Linked DNA regions of Rattus norvegicus: region 2 is linked to region 1. A link is a contact called in public Hi-C data. All regions are on one chromosome and are shown on one strand. Each heading gives the region's core, a stretch centred on a gene start, on an enhancer-like site or on the middle of the called end of the contact. The rest is flanking DNA. Distances are from core to core; before and after follow the strand shown. Region 1 holds the start of 4932414N04Rikl (RIKEN cDNA 4932414N04 gene like). Region 2 overlaps Cers6 (ceramide synthase 6).

What was found. Hi-C and Micro-C count contacts between places; a contact is called where the count stands out from the background.
Region 2: a contact with region 1 is called in a Hi-C map of the A7r5 cell line, with 7 times the contacts expected there. The contact joins the enhancer-like site here to the promoter of 4932414N04Rikl in region 1. A contact is called at or near these places in 3 of 12 Hi-C or Micro-C datasets (the A7r5 cell line, kidney and liver).

The regions. Positions count from the first base shown.
Region 1 is chr3:73,684,989-73,691,611 of GRCr8, reverse strand. 4932414N04Rikl (RIKEN cDNA 4932414N04 gene like) reads right to left here and starts at 3,654. Exons shown (of 81, transcript XM_063285273.1): 1 at 1-3,654. All of the region lies in intron 1 of LOC134486375 (a long non-coding RNA gene), which reads left to right.
Region 2 is chr3:74,264,611-74,271,606 of GRCr8, reverse strand. All of the region lies in intron 8 of Cers6 (ceramide synthase 6), which reads right to left. Among named protein-coding and RNA genes, the nearest start is that of Nostrin, 45 kb to the left of the region's middle. Within about 2 kb of position 1,721, at least 11 of the 93 cell types and tissues checked have an H3K27ac peak or open chromatin away from gene starts, as enhancers often do. A contact at or near this core is called in the A7r5 cell line and liver, where this site is marked.

The DNA of each region.
Region 1 (6,623 bases), core at 2,405-4,904:
TCTACCAGAGTGCTGACACACGGGCCTACAGAAGGGCCAAACCACTGTCAGAAACAGCAAGACAAGCTAGCACCAGAGACAACCTGATGGCGAGAGCCAAGTGCAGGAATCTAAGCAACAGAAACCAAGACTACTTGGCATCTTCAGAGCCCAGTTCTCCCATCGAAGCAAATACTGGTTATCTAAACACACAAGAAAATCAAGATTTAGATTTAAAATCACATTTGATGATGATGATGGAGGACTTTAAGAAGGACATAAATAACTCCCTTAAAGAAATACAGGGCAACACAAGTAAACAAGTAGAAGCCCTTAACGAGGGAACACAAAAATCCCTGAAAGAATTGCAGGAAAATACAACCAAACAGATGAAGGAATTGAAAAAAAAGTCCAGGATTTAAAAATGGAAATAGAAACAATAAAGAAAGCACAAAAGGAGACAATCATGGAAAAAGAAAACTTAGGGAAGAGATCAGGAGTCATAGATGCAAGCATCACCAACAGAATACAAGAGATAGAAGAGAGAATCTCAGGGACAGAAGATACAATAGAAAACATTGACACAACTGTCAAAGATAATGTGAAATGCAAAAAGCTCCTGGCCCAAAATGTCCAGGAAATCCAGGACACAGAGAGAAGATCAAACCTAAGGATAATAGGTATAGAAGAGAGTGAAGACTCCCAGCTCAAAGGACCAGTAAATATCTTCAACAAAATTATAGAAGAAAACTTTCCTAACCTAAAGAAAGAGATGCCCATAAACATACAAAAAGCATTCAGAACTCCAAATAAATTGAACCAGAAAAGAAATTCTGTCACAAAATAGTCAAAACACCAAATGCACAAAACAAAAAAAGGAATATTAAAAGCAGTAAAGGAAAAAGTTCAAGTAACATATAAAGCCAGACCTATCAGAATTACACCAGACTTCTCACCAGAGACTATGAAAGCCAGAAGGCCTGGCAGATGTCATACAGATCCTAAGAACACAAATGTCAGCCCAGGCTACTATATCCAGCAAAACTGTCAATTAACATAGATGGAGAAATCAAGATATTCCATGACAAAACCAAATTTACACAATATCTTTCCACAAATCCACCCCTACAAAGGATAATAGATGGAAAACTCCAGCACAAGGAGGAAAAGTAAACCCTAGAAAAAACAAGAAAATAATCTCCTTGTAACAAAACCAAAAACATAATTCCACCTCTAACAACACAGATAACAGGAAGCAACTATCACTATTCCTTAATATCTCTTAACATCCGATTCCCCAATAAAAAGACTTAGACTAATAGAATGGATACGTAGAGAGGATCCAGCATTTTGCTGCATACAGGAAACACACAACATAGACAACACTACTTCAGAGTAAAAGACTGGAAAACAATTTTCCAAGCAAATGGTCCAAAAACAAAACCAAACAAAACAAACAAACAAGCTGGAGTAGCCATTCTAATATCAAGTAAAATCGATTTTCAACCAAAAGTCATTAAAAAAGATAAGGACACTTAATTTTCAGCAAAGGAAAAATCCACCAAGATGAACTCTCAATCCTAAATATCTATGCTCCAAATGCAAGGGCACCTACATTCATAAAAGAAACCTTACTAAAGCTCAAATCACACATTGTATCTCACACAATAACAGTAAGAGATTTCAATGCCCCACTCTCATCAATGGACAGATCATGGAAACAGAAATTAAACAGAGACATAGAAAAACTAAAAGAAGTTATGAACCAAATGGATTTAACATATTTATGGAACATTAGATCCTAAAACAAAAGGATATACCTTCTTCTCAGCACCCAATGGTACCTTCTGCACAATTGATCAAAACAGGTCTCAACAGATACAGGAAGAGAGAAGTATCCCATGCATCCTATCAGATCATCATGGACTAAGGCCGGTCTTCAACAACAACAATAATGACAGAAAGCCCACATATATGTGGAAGTTGAACAATGCTCTACTCAATGACAATTTGGTCAAGGAAGAAATAAAGAAATTAAAGACTTCTTGGAATTTAATGAAAATGAAGATACAACATACCCAAACTTATGGGACACAATGAAAGCAGTGCTAAGAGGAAAACTCATAGCTCTGGGTGCCTGCAAAAAGAAACTGGAGAGAGCATACACTAGCAGCTTGACAGCACACCTAAAAGCTCAAGAATAAAAAGAAACGAATACACCCAGGAGGAGTAGAAGGCAGGAAATAATCAAACTCAGAGCTGAAATCAACCAAGTAGAAACAAAAAGGACCATAGAATTAACAAAACCAGGAGCTGGTTCTTTAAGAAAATCAACAAGAGGGCTGGGGATTTAGCTCAGTGGTAGAGCGCTTGCCTAGGAAGCGCAAGGCCCTGGGTTCGGTCCCCAGCTCCGAAAAAAAAGAACCAAAAAAAAAAAAAAAAAAAGAAAAGAAAATCAGCAAGATAGATAAACCCTTAGCCAGACTAACCAGAGGGAACAGACAGAGTATCCAAATTAACAAAATCAGAAATGAAAAGGGAGACATAACAACAGAATCAGAGGAAATTCAAACAATCATCAGATACTACTACAAAAGCCTATATTCAACAAATCTGGAAAATCTGGAGGAAATGCGCAGTTTTCTAGACGAATGACATGTACCAAAGTTAAGTCAGGAATAAACCATCTAAACAACCCTGTAACTCCTAAAGAAATAGAAGCAGTTATTAAAAGTCTCCCAACCAAAAAGAGCCCAGGACCAGATGGGTTTAGTGCAAAATTCTATCAGACCTTCATGCCAATGCTGTTCAAACTATTCCACAAAATAGAAACAGACGGAGCACTACCAAATTCCTTCTATGAAGCCACAATTACTCTTATACCGAAACCACACAAAGACCCAACAAAGAGAACTTCAGACCAATTTCCCTTATGTATATCAATGCAAAAATACTCAATAAAATTCTTGCAAACCGAATCCAAGAACACACCAAAATGATCATCCATCATGATCAAGTAGGCTTCATCCCAGGGACACAGAGATGTTTCAATATACGGAAATCCGTCAACACAATCTACTATATAAACAAACTCAAAGATAAAAACCACATGATCATTTCATTAGATGCTGAGAAAGCATTTGACAAAATTCAACACCCCTTCATGACAAAAGTCCTGGAAAGATCAGGAATTCAAGGCCCATACCTAAACATAGTAAAAGCCATATACAGTAAACCAGTACTTAACATCAAACTAAATGGAGAGAAATTTGAAGCAACCCCACTAAAATCAGGGACTAGACAAGGCTGCCCACTCTTTCTCTACTTATTTAATATAGTACTTGAAGTTCTAGCCAGAGCAATCAGAGAACAAAAGGTGGTCAAAAGAATACAAATTGGACAGCAAGAAGTCAAAAGATCTCTATCTGAGGATGATATGATAGTATACTTAAGTGACCCCAAAAGTTCCACCAGAGAACAAACTTCTACTATGGGATAGAAAAGCCACTCAAGTGGTAGTTAAGATTTTCTCTTCTGGGTTGGGGATTTAGCTCAGTGGTAGAGCACTTGCCTATCAGGCGCAAGGCCCTGGGTTCAGTCCCCAGCTCCGAAAAATAGAAAAGAAAAAAAAAACCACACAAGATTTTCTCTTCTGTGGACTCCCTTCGTTAACTTTGTAACTTCTCAATGCAGGAAAGTGGTCACCAGATCACCCAACCCCAGGAACTCCAGCAGCCAGGCCCCTCCCCCAAACCTAACTGTCATAAAGGCATTTACAGCCTCTGTAACTGTCACAAAGGTCATCTCCAGACCCTGAACAGGACCCTCCCAAAATCATGCTAATTTTAGGAGAAAAGTCTGAACCACCAATCTCTGAACTTCCCACAAAAACCTACCAATTCTTGAACAGGAAAGACCGCCAAACCTTGAGCCCTCCTCCACAGCTCAGGACTTGAAAGCCCACCGATCCTCACCCTGGAAATCTCCACCCTAGAAAGCGCCATGCACCCTGCCAGAACCCCTGTACGAGCATCTTGCTTTGTCCAATTTCTTGTTGCTGTTTGCTCCCTCCTGGGAGCATAGGCAGCCACTCCTTGATTTGTTCCTCCACACCCTGGAACTTCCAATAAATCTTTTATGAGATTTGCTGCCTGTTTTGACTCCTTCATCTGAAGAAAACAAGAAGCAACGAAGAGAAGAAGGGAAGAAGTGAGGAGAAGGAATGGAGGCTGAGGCTACTGAGCGTGGATCCCCTCCCCTGGGTGCTGCACCGCCACTGCCGAGGCGGCTTCCTCTCAGAGTCATGTGGTTCCTGGACTCCCGTGTCTCAGGATGCTTTTCCTTTGACACATTGTCCCACTCCAGTGTGGGTCCTGGGCTTCAGCCCTGTGATTCCTGGGCTTCAGAGACTCAGGGCACCCTCTCGTGCAAGCAGAAAGAGCAACAGCTAGCGACCTCTTGAAGAAAACCTGGTTCCTTCAAGCATTCTGCTTGGAGGGAGGGACAAATAAGAGGAAATTGTGTCATTGGCTCAGGAATGAATAATGAGAACTTTTTGGGTCTTTTCTAGACTCTGAAACATAAGCTTCCTTAAGAAACTGTTACACGGGGTTGGGGATTTGGATCAGTGGTAGAGCGCTTGCCTAGCAAGCGCAAGGCCCTGGGTTCGGTCCCCAGCTCCGAAAAAAAGAATAGGAAAAAAAAAAGAAACTGCTTCAAGAACCCCCTGGCTGAGAAACAGACATAAGCTGAGGTAGGGGCAGAGGCTCACCTTGGCTTGCTGTGCAGAATTAAGCTCTTGTCTAGACCTTTCTGGATCCTATTTCTTCATACATTTGAAAAGAACTCTTACATTTCCCACAGGTGGTATATGCTCCAGTCTCAATAGCCTACAACTCCCTCAACTAATTTCCATAAGAGGGCCAGCAGACCAATCCCCACGTTAGCCATTCTCCTCTCTACTTGCTCAAACAACCAGTGCCCAATGGAAAATCTCCCTACAGGTCAGATCTTACAGTAATGCCCCAGAGACTGCCTGTCATGTGAGGGAGGGTGAGCCATTGTGGGAAGGGTTATAATAAAGCAATGTAGGCTCATATTCCTGTGATAATGGATGGGTGTAATATCACTGGGATAAGGCACCTTATTCCACATTGAAGGCATTTTCTCTGCCCGATATTAGATATGCATATAGTTGTCCTATCCGTCCTGGTGAACCCTAACACAGGTTATCTGGCTTCAGAAGTGAGGAGAGCACTAGTAACGCCCCCAGTACCACAGAACTGCAAACTGCTTATGGGGCTAGCAATGTCTTTAACCAAAATAAAAAATCCAAAGGCAGGTCTGTCCACTTTCAACATCCATTCCTTAAAGCGCTCGCTCCCCACTTCTCTGAACATACGTCTTGGCAACTAAGTTCTCTTTGGACTGCTGTCACATTCTTGTGTCCTCGGAGAGAAAGAATTCCCTAAGACTATGGTTTTGTGAGTTTTTTGTTTTTTATTTGATCGTTTGTTCATAATGCTTTGGTTTCTGAGGGTAGGTTGTCAACATAATAGGGCAAAGAAATGGGAAAGTGGATACAGGTTTTGAAGCAAAAGCAAGAACTGAAACAGAGCTCAGAGCGGGGGAAAATCCCCTGTGGCTGCACAACCACGAATTCATCTAGGGCTTGAAAGTCTTTCCTTACTTTTTACTTCTTAACAGTAGCACAGATTTCTGAAAGCCAACAGCTTCTAACTAAGCAACTGCAGGCTCTTGCTAATCCACTTGGATCACCTTGGCGCAAAGCATTTACATTTGAGAGGCCTGCCCTCTGCTGGATGACTGAAATATTACATGCCAGATTGCCCAATCAGGGTCACATTATGTGAAAGTACCCTTTGGTAAGCTTTTGGGACAGCATAAATAAATGAAAATTCTTTGATAAATTTTCCTGAAACTCTCCAAAACTTTTGCATAGATATGTATGTGTATTATATATATTTTTTTTGTGATTGCACCAGACAAACAAAGAAAAACAAACCCAAACAGTTAATGACCCGAGAGGTAAATTTTTAATTACACCAGGTCTTTCCCATCACTCTTTGTGACTATGGGACAAGGTCTGTTTATCAGTCCTTCTGCTGTACAGATAGGCTCCAAGAGTTTCCTCAACGTCACCCTGTAGGATTGTCATACTGGTGAAGGCAGGTAAAGATAGAACGAGGCCTGTCATTGGATGAGGAGGAAGGATGGGCGGGAAAAAAGTTTGAGGGAGGAGGAGGAGACTGGAACTGGAACGGAAGGAAACTGGAGGAAACGGCAGGAGAAGCCACGGAGAAAACATGGAGGCTGACGTTAAGATTCCACTCTGCGTATTTACAGGTTGTTATGAATATTCTTAAGGGATGGATGTGTATGTTTAGGTGGGCAATCATATCTTATCAGTTGGATCAGAGGTTATTGTGTTGTGTGTTCTTTCATGTGGTGATTTAAGTTTAAGAGTGTGTGGCAGCTAGAGACACCGGGACGCCATGGAATTGGGATGTGTGTTTCTGGCAAGATATCTACCAGACACCTTGAGACACTGCAGTGCCGGATCTAGTGGGGGTAAAAGACAGCCTTTTTTTTTTATAATTTTACAGCAACATCACACATATAAA
Region 2 (6,996 bases), core at 472-2,971, 580 kb before region 1:
CAGGAATCTGAGCTTGAATCCTGGCCAACTGCTTCTCTGTCTTTGGAAATAGATGTACCGGCTCTATCCTGCCATTGTTACAGATGAGACATTCAGTCAAATACACCTTACTTTAGTCCTAACCTGGCTGGACTTCCTGGCTGGAGCAGGGGTTCTTCTCAACCCACTCTCCTCCCTATGTTCCTCATCGCCATACCCGAGTCCTCTTAGCCATGCTGGGTGTTTCACAGCATGATTGAGGCAGGCCTGTCTTCACCCCTGCCTGTGTGATGTGATGTTGCTTCCCTGTTGGTAAAGGTGACTTTTGCTCTGCTCCTTATTAACAGTCCTTCATGGAGCAATTACTATTGCTAAAAGCGTCAAATATGTCACACACATTATTTGATCTTGCTAGGTGTAAGAGTCAACGGTCACTGAAACCAGGCTCAAGCAGTGCACATTGTGCAAAAGGTTTCAGGGTAAATCCTCATCTCCCCCAATCCCCCAGTGGGTACTCTTATCTCTATTTTTCAGACAGGACACTGAAGCACAGAGAATGTAAATAACATGGCCACAGTTGGGGTTGGGAGGTGGAGAGAGCTGAGACATGGGCGGCCTGGGGTACTGCGCTAGGCCCCCAGGCACCTCGTGCTCCTTGGCTCTCCTAGCTGCATGTTAGCCTCTTACCCATGTTTATGCTCAGAGCCAAGACATCGCCATCCGACAGCAGAGACAGTGCCCCATGGGCCTCTTGCTTGGCACACAGGCAGAACATCCCCTCTGTCTGTTACTGCTTGCTCTGGTTTCCGGAGACAGGCCTTAGTCTCATCCCCTGGTTTCTAATAGCCATGTTCCAGTTTGTTCCTGCCTAAATGGCCGAAGTGGGTTTAGTTTAATTGATTCCCCCACCTTGGCCCATTCCTTTAACCTTTAAATCCCCAAATAATTATCTCTCCTACTGACAATCAAGTAATGCCTTTCGCTACCACCTTGACATAGATATGAAATATTAACGATGTAAAAATCAAAGACTTCTTTCTAAGCTCAGCTCATAAAACAGGCATGTGAGCCCCCTGCTGCTTTCTTTGATTTTCTCTTTGGAAGGGTGGAGGCCCGTGCACATCTCCAATACCCTCGACTTCAAGATAAAAGCATTTAAGGCCAACTCTTGGAGCAATGGGGGAAGCTAAGAGAAAGCAACTTCAGGGACCGCTCCTTCACTCTTCTTCCTTAGACAGGGTCTTTCCATGTAGTTCGGGCAGACCCTAAACTGACGGTGTGAGTCTTGCAGGTACTACGTTGTCCCTAGCATGGGGCCTCACTGAGAGCTGGATGTAAGGTGTCCTGGCCCTCTCAAGGAGGGAAATGCTTTCTAGTCACTGTGCGAACTACATGTTGACCACCCCTGTTTTGTATTTCTGGAATCCAATCTCAGAGATCAATTTTCTTCTTGGACCCTAACATTATATACAAAAAGTTTCAGGGTTTAAAGCATTCTGAACTTTTAGATTAGAGAGGTTTGGCCGTAAAGTTTATGCAAATGTAAAGAGATCTGAAACATCTAAGTCACTAACAGTTTGGATAAGGGCTACTCAGTCATCAGTAGGCTGATGTAAAAATCACTAAAAATTCCAAACACGGGGCACATGTGACTCATGCATTACGTGTGGGTGTATGTATCCTCTAGTGTGTACTTGATATCTGACCTGCGAAGACCCAAGCTTACTCAACAGCAATGCTGACAGATAAGATTGAGCACCGTCCTTTGCTCCTTCTTGCCTCATATCATATCTCCTTGGCTCTGAGACTCTGACCCTTGATACTTCCGGTTTCTTGGCTCTATCTATCACATGGTCTTTCCGGTGTTTCACTTGGCAGCACCCACACAAAAACTCTGACCTGTCTTGTGATCCCTTGCTCTAGTGTGTCCATTGTGACACTGCCTGGCTTCCCAGAACACCACCCAAGGGAGGTAGTATGGGCACACATCTGCAGGTCCTGTGGTCAGGAAAGACAGAGCTTTAATCTGGGCTATATAAATAGTTGTAGGCAGCGTTCTCTCTCTCTCTCTCTCTCTCTCTCTCTCTCTCTCTTTCTCTCTCTCTCTCTCCTCGCTGACATTTCCTCTGTTTTTATTTAAGATTTCAAGGATATGATTTTATATTTTATCTTAGAGAAATGTCTCGGAAAATCTTGGAAGTGCTGCCACCAAGATTAACTGTCCTCAGGCCCGCCATATTGAGGGTGTTCTGTACCTGAGAGGCTTTATCCCTTTCCCCTTGGCAAGAGAAAGACAGTAAACATTTTTTTTTTTTTAAACAAAGACTTAACCCTTCAGAATAAGTCAGAATTTACTAAACTAGATTGTGAGATGCTCAAAAACCTAGAGGAAAACCTAACCAAACCCCCAAAACTCTAGAATTATAAATACAGAGATTTTGATATGACAAAATGCTCTTTTTCAAAATGTTGTTTTTCTTTGGATCAAAACAACCCAAGAAAACCTGCATTGAATAATAGCAGAGCAATTGACGAGCAAAGACAGTATTCTGGAAAAAAAATAACTGCAATAGTGTTAACTATTGGAATAATTGCTACAGAGTGTAACAGGCGTGCTTTGAGTGTGGGCAGATGTGGGCTTACTCAGAAAAGAGCTGACAGTTTGCACATTACGTCTCAAGTAGAAGTCAAAACACTGTGTTCCGGGCTTGGATCTTGTGCTTGCCAGTTGGGTGCCTTACTATTCTTTTATAAACTTCAGTTTTCATGTCTGCAAAGCAAAGGCCTGAGCTAATGCGACTACTAAAGGCTTCTGAAGCAGAGGCATAAGAAGCTTCGTGACTCTTCCTCCTTCCAGGTTTACCTAAAATTCCCCATGGTCCGACTGCTTCCTTCAAGCAAAAATTCCCCAATGGACAGATGCATTGTTCTCGGGTGACTCTCAAAACTTTGAACTCAGCCTAAGGAAGCAGAAGCTTTGTTCTCCATGAGTAAAAGTAAGAAAAAAAAAATACAAAGAAGGAAAGTACGAAGTTGCATTTAGCAGGAACTCACGAAGCACTCAAGAGCTTGAACAAATGTTCTATTTGCAAGAGCAAAGCTTTTCCTACTCCTGGCTTCATGACACTCTGACACAGACTGGCTTTCTGCAGAAGGTTGTTGAAGCAGACCACGAGAGCTACAGGGATCCCTAGCAAGCCCCCAGCTTAACTGGGGTGCAATTGCTAGTCTCACCGGGCTCCTAATCGGCATATCTCCAGCTTTCACACTAACAAGGCAGAGCAATGCAGAAGGCTTACCAGCAGGAGCTGGCCCTAGAACCCAGATCCATAGTCCTCTCCTCATACTGCTGTGCAGCCTAACAAAACTAGAAGTTATCAACAGTAGATGTTCTTGATGTTACTGTATCCAACTTTAAATCTGTGTGTGAGACTGTGACACTGCATACGTAACTTGGTACCACAGGACACACCCTGTCATAATTCAGTCCACCTACAAATCTATTTCCGAGCCATCCTACATGCTTTGTTTTGCACAAGCCAAACCTCCCATAAAGAGATGCCAAGTGGCATTTCCATGCTGAATACGGGCTTGTGGATCCCTGTTGAGCTGTTCACAGATCCTCATAGATACTTTTGTTCTTCTGGCCAGTGCAAGCCCTTGCTTATATTTAAGACATTCTACCCCAATATTAATGTGCTTGTCTGGTGTTCCTACACTTGTATGTAAACTCTTGAGTATTGGTGCCTTAATGGACGGTATAATCCTTCTCAAGAATTCAGTGACACTCGTGGGCAAACAGGTGAGCCAATGGTTACATTAATTTGAAGTGATGTAGTTTTTGCATAATAGCCAACATATTGGTCATGAGAAACGATCTTAAGAATACTGATTGTATTTCACAGTTTGAGTTGCAATACAAGTATTTAGACACACAACATATGTGTAAATTCCATTTGCTCTCTTGCCCCGGATCCTCTGATATCCACACCAAGAGCCTAGACTTAAGAGCTACAACAGGTGGTCTACATTTTCTTTTAAAAGAGTCTTCTTGATTAACTGGTAAATATAGATATGACTTTGAAGTGTATATATCATAGCTTCTCAAATTGTCAGTCATGACAACAGTGTTTGAAGGCTTGTAACTGAATGTGAAAAGACAAAAAACAAAACAAAGACAAAAAAAAAAAAAAACCAAAAAGCAAGTGTGTAATGAATACAAGATCTTTCTGTCTGTGTTTGCCTGGGTTCCATCACATGACTCTACTGTAGCTTTGGTTTTGAGCTCACAGGTCACCACATGCCACATGTACACAGTGCTACAGAACACTGCTGCAGCTCCCCAGCCCAGACTGCAGACTACTGTACACCATCAACTGCAGTGATCTCTCTGTGCAAAGAAGGCCTTTGTGAATAGAAACATAGTGATTCAATTACAGAAAACAAAAGCTTTTAATATTGGGCTACTGTCATTCTTCAGCATGTCAATATCAAATTTATACTGGATTGCACTGCATCAGAATGTCTCACTTTACTTTATTACTTAAGATTTAGTTTATGTGTATGAGTGTTGTGCATGCATGTATGTATGTACACCATGGTGCCCATGGAGGTTATAAGACGGTGGACATCAGAGTGCCTGGATCTGGTGTTATATGTAGTTGGTGAGCTGTCATGTAGGTGTTGTAGATTGAATCTGGGTCCTTGCAAAAGCAAGTTCTTTTAACTTAAGCCAATCTCACAGGCCTGATAGGTTTGATTTTAAAAGTTGCAGGTTGACTTGCTGATTTGAGCTTCATTGAAAACAAAATTTAAATGGTTTTGTTTGGGGATAAGAACAGAATTATTCTGCCATTTTTATACTGCACATTGATGCTAAGTGGTGTTTTACCATTGACAATGATAGAACCAGAGCATGAATCAATTCTGAAAAACATCGAGGATGCCCTACAGCCTGCTCTATACTCAGTGTCCAGCCAAGGCGGAATTCAGTGCTCGAAAACATACAAGTACACGTATGTTGCTTTGTTTTGATCTTCAATAGATGATAAATTACACATATTCCAAAGAACTGCGTTAATATAAATTTCCTTATTCTTTAATCATCAAAAAAAAAGTTTGGGATGCACACCTGTGTCGCATGCCTTTAGTCATGCGAAAGCCTCTTGGGCACAAGAGGTGTGGTGATTTTATGGATCTTTAATGATTGTGTGTGACCGAGAGAGATTTACCGGGCACAATCTGTTTAACGTTTTGTTCCCTGATTGTGTTCTGAAGCTAGCTAGCAGTGTCCCGTGTCTACAGACTGCTTCTAGCACTTGACCACCCATCTTTCTAGTTTCTTCCTATCCTCCTCTACAGGGACACTCCAAGCTCTTGAAGAAACTGTCCTTTGAAGAAATGGTCAGAAACATGAGTCTTTAAACCCATTCAGAGAAGTAAAGCCTGGTACAGTGGAGGGAGAATCCACAGGACCATATCAAGAGGGCCCAAGGCAGAGGAGACAATGGTGTCCTTAATCTCTGCCCACAGGCGGCTTATGGTGAGAGTGATTTCTAAACACCAAACAGCACAACGCCCACAAGGATTTTGTTTTCTTTACACAATCAAAGCGATCTCTACTCAGATGTAAGGCTTTGTAAAGGCATCCCCGATCCACTTGGGTTCTGAATAGCTCACTCAGCCTAATGTTAAATACCTAATAACTGGGTGTTTATGGCTCAAAATTCATATTGTAAATACTTGGGTTATTTACTATTTATAATACTAAAAAGAGAACAGTACTTGCCTGTTCCTGAAGCCTAGTACCCCACAGCTGCCACATTTTGACCACAGTCTCAATCCCTTCCCTCTTTAAGGAAGGTGATCAATTTAACTCAACAGCCAGTTATTGGCACTATAACAAATAATCCATAAAAATATAGGTTTTTCCTGATATAGTTTCCCCATTTCGGTTTGTTCAATACTGTCATGTTTTCTAAGCTATGGCACAGGCCTCATTGTTTTCAAAACAACAGGTAAGGTTATGTAAGAACAGACTACAATGTAGTTGTTTCTTTTTGAGACAGGGCTTCCAATGTAGCCCAGGCTAGCCTTAAACTCAGGATCCTCCAGCCTCAGTCTCTCAACAGCTGAGAATACTGGGATTTGCCACCATTGCCTGCTCACGTTATATACAGGATCCTTAGAAGATTCCAGGTTCTAACTCACTGTTTATTTTTGCTTTTTGCATGAAGACAAGAGTATAAATTCAGGCTCCTGATGTTCCACATAAATGACTCTCCTCCACTTGGAAATTCAGAACAGGCCCCACATAGTGTAAGGCTCTTCATCACGCTTAAAGAGTTTCTTGTGAGAGAACGTCAACCAAGGTGTCAAGGATAATCATGACCACTAGAGCTAAGTTTGCTAATGGCTGACAATGGCAATTAAAATAAACCTCAAACACACTACACAAAGGTCCACCGTGGTTCCTAGTCTGCTGCTGTTCTACATCAGCCTTGGCTGGCACCTCTCCTTCCTGAGTATCCGGCTCCTTTCTATAGCAGGAATAGGTGAAGCCATTCCCACAGGGGTGGGGGTGGGGTGAGGGGAGGCAGTTACATTTTCACAATCCCAGGTACAGTCTGGGCAATGGAACTTTAAGACAATTCCAAGACAGTTTTGCCTGACCTCTTTGTGTGACCAGACTTTTAATGTATAACTTTCATTTTAGGTATTAGCCCAGGATCTCACTGTTAGCTACTGTGAGGCATCAGCAATAAAAGGGAAATGACTCTCTGTCCTGGGGGATCTGCCGAGGTCCTTAGAATACCAGGGGCTAATAATGGGAGGTTTTTGTTTAGTTTCTTTGTAAGAAAATGGACAGAGGAGAGACCCTACCGTGGCCCATGTAGTGTCCTTGCTGGACACTCAGATGATCAGACACAGAAGTAAGCAGGGTCAGTCCTCACAGTTCTGTGCAGTGTTTCTACCACAGGCATGATTTTCCAGTACACCGTGCCATGATAATGGTCT